Linked DNA regions of Mus musculus: region 1 is linked to region 2. The links are chromatin contacts, called in public promoter capture Hi-C maps. All regions are on one chromosome and are shown on one strand. The core of a region is the stretch at or near the end of the contact, and the rest is flanking DNA. Distances in the headings are between cores, read along the strand shown. Region 1 holds the start of Zfp655 (zinc finger protein 655). Region 2 holds the start of A430033K04Rik (RIKEN cDNA A430033K04 gene).

The links. Promoter capture Hi-C pulls out the DNA fragments that hold promoters and counts their contacts.
Region 1: a contact with region 2 is called in a promoter capture Hi-C map of cranial neural crest. The contact joins the promoter of Zfp655 here to the promoter of A430033K04Rik in region 2. A contact is called at or near these places in 2 of 39 promoter capture datasets (cranial neural crest and second pharyngeal arch cranial neural crest).

Annotation. Positions count from the first base shown.
Region 1 is chr5:145,227,700-145,233,430 of GRCm38.p6, reverse strand. It overlaps Zfp655 (zinc finger protein 655), which reads right to left and starts at 1,689. Exons shown (of 4, transcript NM_028298.4): 1 at 1,600-1,689. It also overlaps Gm6287.
Region 2 is chr5:138,619,766-138,625,363 of GRCm38.p6, reverse strand. It overlaps A430033K04Rik (RIKEN cDNA A430033K04 gene), which reads right to left and starts at 2,505. Exons shown (of 4, transcript NM_183025.2): 1 at 2,376-2,505. The coding sequence starts at 2,414.

The sequences.
Region 1 (5,731 bases), core at 440-2,939, 6.6 Mb before region 2:
AGAGTGAGAAGAACTGCTTAGTAAGTTAAAATGTCCCATAATCTCATATTCTCAGGACTTGGCAAACTATTCTATATATGATAGACTTTGTTAAAAAGACATTTTTTTAAAGCTAGTGTTTCTCTGTGCAACAAAGCCCTGGCTGTCCTGGATGCTCTTTGAAGACCAGGCTGGCCTCAGACTCACAGAGACTTGCCTAAGGGTTGGGATTAAAGACCAGCACCACCACACTCAGCTAAAAGCAGACTTTAAAAAAAAAAAAAAAAAACCAGCCTGAAGGTGGTAGTACAAGCCTTTAATTCCAGCACTGGTGAGGCAGAAGCAGGTAGACACGAGTTTGGAGCTAACCTGATCTACATTCCAAGACAGCCAGTGCCTCAGAAAGAAACCCTGTCTAGAAACCCAGCCCCACTAGATTTTAGTTGTCACAGTCCACAGACTTAAGTTTCTCTAAATGTAATTAAGTAAAGTGCATGGTAATTAGGGCCCAAGAAGGGTTTAAAACCTAAAAAGTTACCAAAATAAACAAAAAGAAAAACACAGAAGCAGGAGATGCCTGTAATTTAAGGGTAGAGTACTTCCTAGTATGCACAAGGCCCTACCTTCAATCCATAACAACCTCCCCCTTCACAAAAAAACAAACATGAGTACCATTCGGTTTCAAAACTTAAAACCCAAACAGGAAGGTGTAAGAATTCGATATTACTCAGACTCTACTGAACAATCCCAAATCTGTGGTTTAAAATATATGTGTGTGTGTGTGTGTGTGTGTGTGTGTATCGCTGGGCGTGTAATCCCAGCTCTCGGAAGATTTAGACAGGAGGTTCAGAAGTTCAAGGTTAGCCTCAAAGCTGTCTTTTAAAAACCCAAACCAAAACAACAACAACAACAACAACAACAAAATAGCTACCATTAAAAGAATTTTTTTCAACACAGTACAACTGCGTAAACCTTTCCATGGAGCGTCCTAAGTAATTTAGAGGCTCAAGCTGAGACCCAGTGAAACACGCCAGATAAGATTACTCATTGTTTTTCTCAAAAGCAGGCCCCTTAGGAATCATGTGGTAAGCGGTAAGGCCGTTCTGCATTACTCAATGGGCCCCGATGAATAATGATACAACTCACTTAGGAGACAGACCCTTAGGGCAGGCTGGTCGAGCCACCTGCGCGCAGCACGAGGGAGGGCTGCGAGGAGCCTGGTGTCCTTCAGATCCAAGGACGAGCCCGGGTTCCGTCCACCGTCCACCGTCCACCGCCCTCCGCCAGGCTCCCGGCCCGTCCGCAGGCCTCGCCCAGAGCCACCCTCCGCCTACCTCTCTCTTGGGCAAAGGTTCGGTCCCCAGAGGGCGAAGCGGGCCACAAGACCGAGCTGCCACCCGGGCCCGGCCACTGGGTTCGCACCACGGGGCCACCCCGGCTCCCCGGGCTCCGCGACGAACCCGGGAAGAGGGGAAAACAGGGCCGCGAGCCCGGCCTTCCGCGCGCCCCAGCTCCGGGAACAGCCGTCAGCCCGCACGCGGCGCCTCCTGCGCGTCCGCCCCGCGGGCCAAACAAGCGGTCGCTCCCACGGCGACGCGACAACGGTTCCCCGGGACTCACCCAGGTGGAGAGGCGGGCCTGGAGACTGTCCCGTCACGGAGGCGCTCCTCGCTCAGCTGCACCAGCCTGTCCGGGGCCACTCTCTCGACTGCCAGAAGGCTGACGCCTTACGTCACTTCCGGCGACGGAAGTCCACGGGAGGGCGGTCCCGGGTGAGGTTCCCGGATGAAGAGCAGGGGTGAGGGTGTCCCGGGTCGAGCTGTCAGCTGACGGACACGGGATGCGGTCTCGTGGGTGGGGTCCGCAGCATCGCTAGATAAGGCCTTAGTTGCTGTTGTGCTTCGCTTTCTCGAGGTCGCACAGCCCTCCCTGCTGATTAGGGCGCATCTTACACCAGGAGGGCGACAGAGGTTGGGAAAGAACTCCCGACTCCTCCCGGGCCGCAAGAGCGTGCAGGAGGATTCCTAAGCAGAAGATGAAATACCACCCTCGTGTCTAATACTGGTTTGGTCCGGCTTTATTTCTCCTAGGAAGTGCCTGACCCCAAATTGCCCACAGAAAGGGACATACTAGGTGTTGCCCTGCCTGGAAGGGACAAACGTTTTCCCCAAGAGGATTCGCCCAAGGTCACCAAGATTTTCCTGTCAGGCCCTACTTTGAGTCCCACCCTTTCCTTCATGTTTGATTCTTTGCCTACCATGAGGTGAGCAACTTCTTCCAACAGGAGTTCTTCGCTGTGTGCAGCTTCACTGTAGACACAAAGGGAGCAAGTTTAACTGAGAACTGTTTGAAACTGTGACACAAAAATCTCTCCTCAAGCTTGATTATCTCAACTATTTTTGCAATAGTAGATGCAAAGCCAAGACTCCCATAATTTTGTTCCCCTGGAAATTAGTGAAGCTCAGAATCTTGTAATTTACAATCTTATAATTATCTAGTATTAGGAACAACTGCTACATAAATCAAATATTTTAAAATACTGCCCAAGGGCTGAAGACGTGGCTCAGTGTTGAAGAGCACTGTTGCACTTCCAGAGTACAAAGGTTCGCTAAGTTCCCAGAACTCAAACTGTGGCTAACAACCCTGTCACTAGGTTCTAGAGGTGGATCTAATGCCCTCTGACCATGGGAGACGCTGACCACCCCAGGTGAACATATATGCATGCAGGCAAAGGATACACATATAAAAAATTATTTGGCTTGGAGAAATGGCTTACCAAGTAAAAGCCCTAACTGTTCTTGCAAAGGACCGGAGCTCAGTTCCTAGTTCCCACGGTGGCTCACAACCAGTGTAACTCCAAATCCAGAGGGTTGGATGGTCTCTCTTGGGCTCCTGTCACACATTTGGCACAGTGCACACATATGCACACACATACACACACAAAATAAAAATAAATCTTAAGGGAAAAAAAAACTGCCCACAACAGGTGTGGTAGCCTATGTGGTGGTCTATACCTGACAGGTGGATCTCTGTGAGTTCCCAGACTAGTCTACATAGTGAGTTCTACACTATCCGGGGCTACATACACCCTGATCAAAAAAAAATTTTTTGAGGATTTATTTATTTTATGTATATGAGTATACTGTAGCTGTCTTCAGACACAGCGGAAGAGGGTGTCAGATCTCATTACAGATGACTATAAACCACCATGTGGTTCCTCGGATTTGAACTCAGGACCTCTGGAAGGGCAGTCAGTGCTCTTAACCACTGAGCCATCTCACCAGACCCCAAAATTTTTTTTAATTAAAAAAAAAAGAAGAAGAAGAAAAGAAAGGAGGAGGAAAGAAGAAAGAAACCAGGGCTCAGGGCTCATAATAGGGTTTTTTAAAATGTCTGTGTGTATCTCAGACAGTGGTGGTGCACATATTTAATCCCAGCACCCTGGAGGCAGGAGGGAGACCTCTGAATTCCAGGACAGCCTGGTCTACAGAGTGAGTTCCAAGACTGTAGAAAGAATTCTGGAATTTTGGTTTCTTTAAACATACAGGGGGAGGGGGGAGGGGGGAGGGTGGTGGGGGTGGGAGAGAGAGAGAGAGATTATAAAAATGTCTTTTCATTTTAATCCCAGGTGTGGGGATATAGGGCTGCTTCAAACTGGTCACAACAGCTGACTGTGGTTTGCCTTGGGCTCTAGCAAAAGCATAGTTTTGCCAGCTGCAGGTAGTTTCTGCAATTGTGAGACATTTGAAATTCTGGCTACTTTCATAGGGTATATAAATGCTAGGGCCCCACTAGGCATGGTTGGTTGTTGGTCACTCAGGTAGGTTGGTTGTGGTTTGTTAGTAGTTGTGCCCAAGGAAGAAACAAGAAGAAAGATAGAGTTCCGTGAATCTAACTTCTCTCTGGCCACCCTATCTTTCTCTCTCGCCTATGGAGTGACAAGGGGTGAAACTGGGGCCAGGGATAAAGAGTGTAAAAAAGAAGAACCCAGCCGCGCAGTGGTGGCGCATGCCTTTAATCCCCAGCACTTGGGAGGCAGAGGCAGATGGATTTCTGAGTTCGAGGCCAGCCTGATCTACAGAGGGAGTTCCAGGACAGCCAGGGCTATACAGAGAAACCCTGTCTCTAAAAAACAAAAATACATACATACATACATACATACATACCATTTAAAAACCAGGGCTGGTGAGATGACTCTGATTAAGAGCACTGACTGCTCTTCCAAAGGACATGAGTTCAAATCCCAACAACCACATGGTGGCTCATAACCATCTGTAATGACATCTGACACCCTCTTCTGGAGTGTCTGAAGACAGCTACAGTGTACTTATATATAATAAAATAAATAAATCTTTTTTAAAAATTATAAAACCAAAACAAAAGTGTGTGTGTGTGTGTGTGTGTGTGTGTGTGTGTGTGTGCGCGCGCGCGCACGTGTATATGCCAGAGGCCGACACTGTCACTAGGCCTTATTTCTCAGGCACTTGCCACTGCCCCAGAGCTCACTGATTAGGGTAGGCTCACAGCAAGCCCCAGGGATCTTCCTGCCTCTCCCTCTCCAGTACTGGGATAATGAGCACAGGCTATCACCTGGCTGTTTTTTGGTTTTTGTTCTTGTTTTGTTTTGTTTTGTTTTGTTTTAAAGACTGGGTCTATGTAGCCCTGGCTGAACTGGAACTCATAGATCTGCCTGCCTCTGCCTCCTAAGTGTACGTGTTGGGATAAAAGGTGTGTGCCACCACACACAATTGGTCTTCTCCGTTCTTTTTTCTTGAATAATGTGGGTTCTGGAGATTGACGTCTGGTAGGTATGTCCCTGTAAACTTTATCAACTGAGCCATCTCCCCAGCTGCCATTCTGTTTCATCTCCAACCCCTGCCCCTCTTTCCTGCTGCTCGGCTTCCCAGAATCAGTGCTTCTACTCTCCTGGTTTCTAATTCTGGGGAGGAAGCCTTTTGTTGGAGACAGGGTCGCACTCTGTAGTAGCCCAGGCTATCCTAGAATGACCTTAGTGGCCTTAACTCAAGATCTTTCTTCTCTGCTTCCTAAGTGCTAGACTTATGGAAGTGTACCTCCATACTGGGAAGAAAGTGAGTCCTAATATTGACATTGATACTACCTTCCTGGTCTCAAGGTTTATTTGGGCCATTTGGCATATGTCATGATTCTAGCTCCCGAGATAATGTTTATGAAATTTCCCTTGCTCTCAAAAAACAGTAATGGGAGCGACATCGTGGTTTTTAGCTCCTCAAATGTCTTTGAAATGATACAGCAGCTAAGACAGCAGAGCTTCAAGCATGGGCAGCCTCACCAGCAAAAGCAAGTGGCTGTGTCCCACGGACAGATCAAAAATGACAGGACTAGCTTGACTCAGAGGCTGACACTTGTAATCAATCCCACCACTCAGGCAGCTGCAACATCAAGATTGCCGTGTTTGAGGCCAATTAGGGAATATGTAGTGAATCCTAGGCCAGCCTGGGTTATAGTGAAACTGTCTCAAAGGTAAAATGGAGTCAGGGAATTTCAGCAAGATGACTCAGCATGAGAGAAGGACTTGCACGCAGGCCTGAAGACCTGAGTTCGTTACCAGGTTCCATAAGGAGAGAAATGACTCTTTTTTGTTTGTTTGTTTGTTTGTTTGTTTGTTCTTTCATTCTAGACAGCTTCTCTATGTAGTTCTGGTTGCCCTAAAACTCACTCTGTAAACCAGGCTGGTCTTGAACTCAGAGATCTGCCTGCCTCTGCCTCTCAA
Region 2 (5,598 bases), core at 1,256-3,755:
GATTTATATGGATGTGAAGTTTGTATTAAGAGCAACAAAAGGCATATATTAATCCAATCTCATAAAAACATTATTGGTTAGTAGGAAAAAATAAATAAAAGAGTAAAGCTTTGGCATTCAGAATGGATGCTCAGCACCTCCTAAGCTCCCTCCCCTCCTCCAGCTCACCCCAACAACAAGGTCCATCAGTCTCTCCTGGAACGAGTTTTAATATGCAACAAGTGTCTCAGTTTTACTGTATCCCATTTTAATTAATTAATCCTAATCCTCTGAATGCTGGAAGCAGAAAAGACTGGGCCTATGCAAATAGCTATGAATCCCAGCAAAACCCAACTTAGTTAGGTTTAGCCCATTAAGATGCACGTGTTTGAATGCTTGGCCATAGGGAGTGGCACTATTAGGACGGCTGGCCTTATTGGAGGAGGTAAGGCTTTATTGGGGGCGGGCTTTGAGGTCTCCTATGCGCAAACTCTGCCCAGTTGGAAGTAGTCCCTTTCTGCTACCTATGGATTAAGATGTAGTACTTTCAGCTCCTTTAGCACCAAGTCCGCCTGCATGCTTCCATGCTTTCCACCATGATGATAATGGACCTGTGAAACTGTAAGCCAGCCCTAAGTGTTAGGCAGGCACAAAAGCACTTGGTTGGTGCTCAACTCCCAGCATTAATGAAGAAATGAAAGGTCACAGACCAGTGTGAACCCTGAAAAGGCTTTGAATGCTCCCCCAGTAGCCACTTGAATCCCACCAGGGACTGGTTATTCCAAACAACAGACCTCCTGTAGCTTCAGCACAGAATAAATATTATCAAAACAATGGAACAACAGAGTTTCTTTTAGATGACAGTATACCAGGACTTTCCTTCTGGCAGCAGGGCATCTGGGTGCTCCCCTGAGAGACTGCACCCCCACACCTCAAAAATCCTCTTAGATGAGGAGAGGACCCAGTGCCCTAGAATAAGATCAGTAAGATCAGCTATCATTACACGACACTAGCATGCAGTTTGTAATTCAAATACTGTGATAAAATATCCAAGGGTTCCAATGCTACAAAAGTCATCTATCGATGGATGTACATGGATCAAAGGATGGTATTGTTAAGAGCAACACAGACATATCAGTATAACAGATAAAAATAGAATTACTAGTTAATTAGAAATTAATTACTATGTAGTAGAAAACACACACACACACAACGAGCAGCACTGGACCTCTTGGCAGCCTTATAGGGCCTTGGCACTTCCATCACACTCTTCCACAGTTCACCCCACATTTCAGGTCTACTCAGTATTGCTAAATACTCCAAGAGACCCGAGACGGGACGATTATAAGCATTTCGGTTCAGGCACTTCAGAAACCTACTACCTGGAAAAGACATGGAGGTGGGGATGAGGACATCTCACAGTTCCTATGGGGGAAGTAGACAAAGGTATTCTCATAAATTGTCCTAGCCTAGAGTGGGGGGGGGGGGGTAGGACAGAAGACACAGTCTTTTTAAAACAAGGACTCAGGGGTTTCTTCTCTACTTTACTCTCTTCACACACAAACATCCTCAGGACTAGAGAGACAGCTCAGCAGTTAAGAGCAATTGCTGCTCTTCCAGGGGACCCGGGGCTTGGTTCCCAGCATCCACATGGGGAAACTCACAGCCTGCTGTAACTTCACTTCAGGGGAATCAATCACACGCCATTTTCTGGCACTGCCCTCATTTGGTGCACTCAGACACACACAGACACACACAGACACACACAAACACACTTAAAAATCAATTTTTCTCGTACCTGGAGGAAAACAAAACTTTTTTTTTTTGAAAAAAATATTGGTTTGAGATTACCATAAGGAAAATATATCATTTGGAATAAATGGGAGGCTTTCAAAAGTGCAGCTGCTCTGCAGAGTACCTGTAGTAAGCCCAGGACCATACAAAATGGGTGAAAGGGGAAATTTTCGTGTTGGGAGTGTGGGCGAGGATGTGGAAGAACAGGTAGTAGACTGCAGTGGAGCTGGCTTAGGTTCTGGGTTTGCGACCCTGTTTCCCATTCATTTGTGAAGTTCGGGCTAGGTGGGCCACGGAGAGAACGAAGGGACTGGGGATTCTAGAAAACATAGTTCCTTTAGTGAATGACCGTCACATTCAGAGACTCTCCCCTGATGATCCACCAAGTCCTCGCCACGCATGATCCGGAGCAAACAGGCAGCCAGAGCAGAGCTGCTCAGAAAAGGCGCCAGAACCCTCAGGTAGAAGGACAGGACGCCCAGGCTCCAGCAACCCCGCAGCCCAGGGGATCCAGATCAGCTGCCCAGGAGGCCTCACCGCAGACCCTGCTCTGCCACAGCGCTTCCCGCACTGTCACCTCCGGGCGCCACACGTACACTCACCATGTCCACTTCTGGGAGCCGCTGGCGTCTTCTCACCATCGCCCAGCACTTACAGCGTCACCGCGCCACCGAAGCTGAGCAACAGCTTCCCTAGCAGCATACAGTGATTCCAATATGGAGGGTCCCAGACAAAGGCTGGTTGACAGCCAAAGCCCGCCCCTACCCTCCGTTTGTGTGTCTGATTGGGCACGTCTTGAGGCTAGGGCCTCTGATTGGACAGAGCTTCAGGTTCTCTGTCCTCTGAAAGACAGTAGTTGGCTCCAGCTCACAGCTGAAGGAGCTCAGGTTAACAGGTTCTTAGCTGCAGCTGTTGGGGACTCTGGCTCCTGTCACGTCTCCAAGTTTGGACTTCTATAGGAGGCCTGACCCTCGGTCTTCTCCAGCTATGGGGTAGCCACGAGTCCTGTCGCGTATATGCACAAAGACTTCAGCCTCTGTTAAAACCTTATGCCTTCAGGTCCATACGCGTTGCTTTTAGCCTGCTAAAGTCCTCTCTGGACCACAGCTCACATTTGCTTTTAATTCTATACATAAAGTCATATGTGATTATGAGTTAAGTATGTGTACATGTGTTTAGTCGAATAAACAAATGGGAAGATGTCCGTTTTCAAAATCATCTCAAAATTTCTGAAATCTGCTCTCATTAGCTTTGCCTTCAAAATGGAAAGAGACTTGTAAAAGTTTTCTTATATTCAGATTAAAAATTGCAGGCAAAGTCAACCTTGGTGGCGCGTGCCTGTATGTACTCCTTAGCACTTGAAAGACAGAGTCAGGGAAATCGCAATCTCAAGTTCAGCTTGGCTACAGGATGAGTTTTATGGCACCTTGGGACGCATATCTAAACCCTGACTTGAAATAAATGAATACACGTGATGTTGATTGCAATGACCCATTGCACCTAAAATATCTTTATAATCTGACCAGTGAAAACTTGATGACTTTTATGTGCTATTGGGACAAGATCTTCAAACGTATTTAGATTCTAGCTTGCCTCCACTCAGAACAGCTACAAAATCCTTTTGAGAGCTATGACTTTCCTGGTCTCAGGAAGTAGAAGGGACTGCTCTATACATATTTTTGTAAGCTCAGCAACATCTAATAAGAGGAGATGGAGATCAGTGTCTATTCGGCACCTTTTGTTAGTCAAGTGACTTGTAAGCAGTATCAAGTCCTCGTAACCTGCTTTTCTCTGTAGTCCAGGGAATGATCTGGGGTTTTGAATAAATGTGTTTACTGAGTATATAGCAAGGAAAAAAAGTAAAAGGATAAATTGCATGTCGTTGATTGACAGAACCAGCAGAGTTTACAATACTCAGTAAGGACAGCTGGAGGAACCTGACTAAGAGAGCTAACAGGCTGGAGAAATGGCTTAAGAACGTTTAAAGTTCTGTCCTGAGGACCAGAGTTCAAATCCAGCACTCATATCAGGTGACTCAAAACCATCTGTAACTTCAGTTCCAAGGGATCGTATGCTCTCTTCTGGCCTTCGGGGCACCTTCATGTACATGTCTGCATACACTTACACAAACACATATATGTACACACACACACACACACACACACACACACACACACAGAGGCACCAAAGTGACAAAATGAGAAATTGGTAGTGTTTACAGTCATGCAGCAGGAGTTGATCAGGGGCCATCAAGGCAGTCACCTGGGGTTCCTGATTATAATCTTTTCCACCATGAATCTTTTCCTGGCTTCTCCTTCCTAATGCAGGGATTTTTACCACAGTATGAACAATAGTAATGTTTGTTGAAAGTGGTTTATCTTTTAGCGGTTGCTATTGATGCACTGTGCTCAATAGTCTAGCATGCTTGTGTTTTGTTTTGCTTTGTTTTGTCTTTTTTGCTCTCCTTGTTACAGAGCTGGCAAGTCAGCCTGACTCAGGACAGGGAGTTTGGGGAGGAGAACAGGGAGGAGGGCCTTCTTGCTGCCCGAGTCTGCTTTTAAAACACTTGAAATAGCACATGACCGTTTGCTTATGTAATTTGTATTACAGTCACATAAGGTTGGATAACACGCCCTTCATTGTTCGGTAAACCAGCAGTGATTTTCTCTAAAGAAAATACCAGGCAAGACAATACTGATGTCATGACAATACTCAAGGCTCACCAATAGTTGCCTCTAGACCTATAAGCAGACTCAAGGCAAAGCAGGCCCCTAGAGGGGAGGTAGAAAGTATAGTCCTCGAGGAAGTATGCTACACTACAAAGGAGCTTTGTGAGTTTGCTAAGTCATTCAAACAGAAGTCTGTTTTATTTCTGTGAAGAGATACCAAGTCCAGGCTCTTTCTCCTCCTTTCCACGTGTGGATCAGGATGTAGCTCTCAGCTACCACTTCAGCACCAGGTACTTCACCATGCTCCCCACAACTGTGATAACAATAATAACAGACTAACCTCTGAAACTGTCAGCAGCCCCTCCTATCCCCCCTCCCAGTTAAATGCTTTCTTTTATAAGAATTGTCTTGGTCATGGTGTGCACCTTTGTTGTTCAAAATCAAGTGACCGGCCCCGAAATTATAAACATAGAGGAAATGGTAAAAATAACTCATCAGGTTAATATAGAAAAGACCATGAATTTGAGATGGAGAGAGGGAGGGGATATGAAAGGGTTTGGAGGAAGAAGACATGGTAAGAGTTGGAGAGAGGAAAGGAAAGAAAGAAATGATGTAAATATATTTAAAAGAATTTAAAAGAAAAACCCCATATACACCAGTATCACTCAAAGGAAAAAAAAAACTTAATTATTTTCATCACAAAAGGTCACACACTTAAGACAGTATATAATTTTTGCCTTGAATCCTTTTCTAGTACATTTTGGAAAGTCCAGACCGTCACAGCTGTACCAGAAAAAAGGCTCTAGGTAAGCCTGAAATAGAACCCAGATCCTCATTCTTTTGAGCAAACCATGTGACCTAGCTTATTCGCTATAAATTATGGAGGCAGACACTGTACATAGCAAGCTTTGTGTGTGTGTAAAATCACGCCACACGTTTATGTGATTTTAGGTATAGGAATATAAGGAATATGCTGAGTTTCACAAGAAACCCTCTGTCTTAAAATTAGCTGCAGCCAAGAACCTGTCATTCTGAGCTCCTACAGCTGTGCGTTGGCGCCATCTACTGTCACTCAAGGGGCTGGACCCGGAGCCCTGTCCAATCGGAGGCACTGAGTTGAGAAGTGTCCAATCAGACACACAGAGGGAGGGCGGGG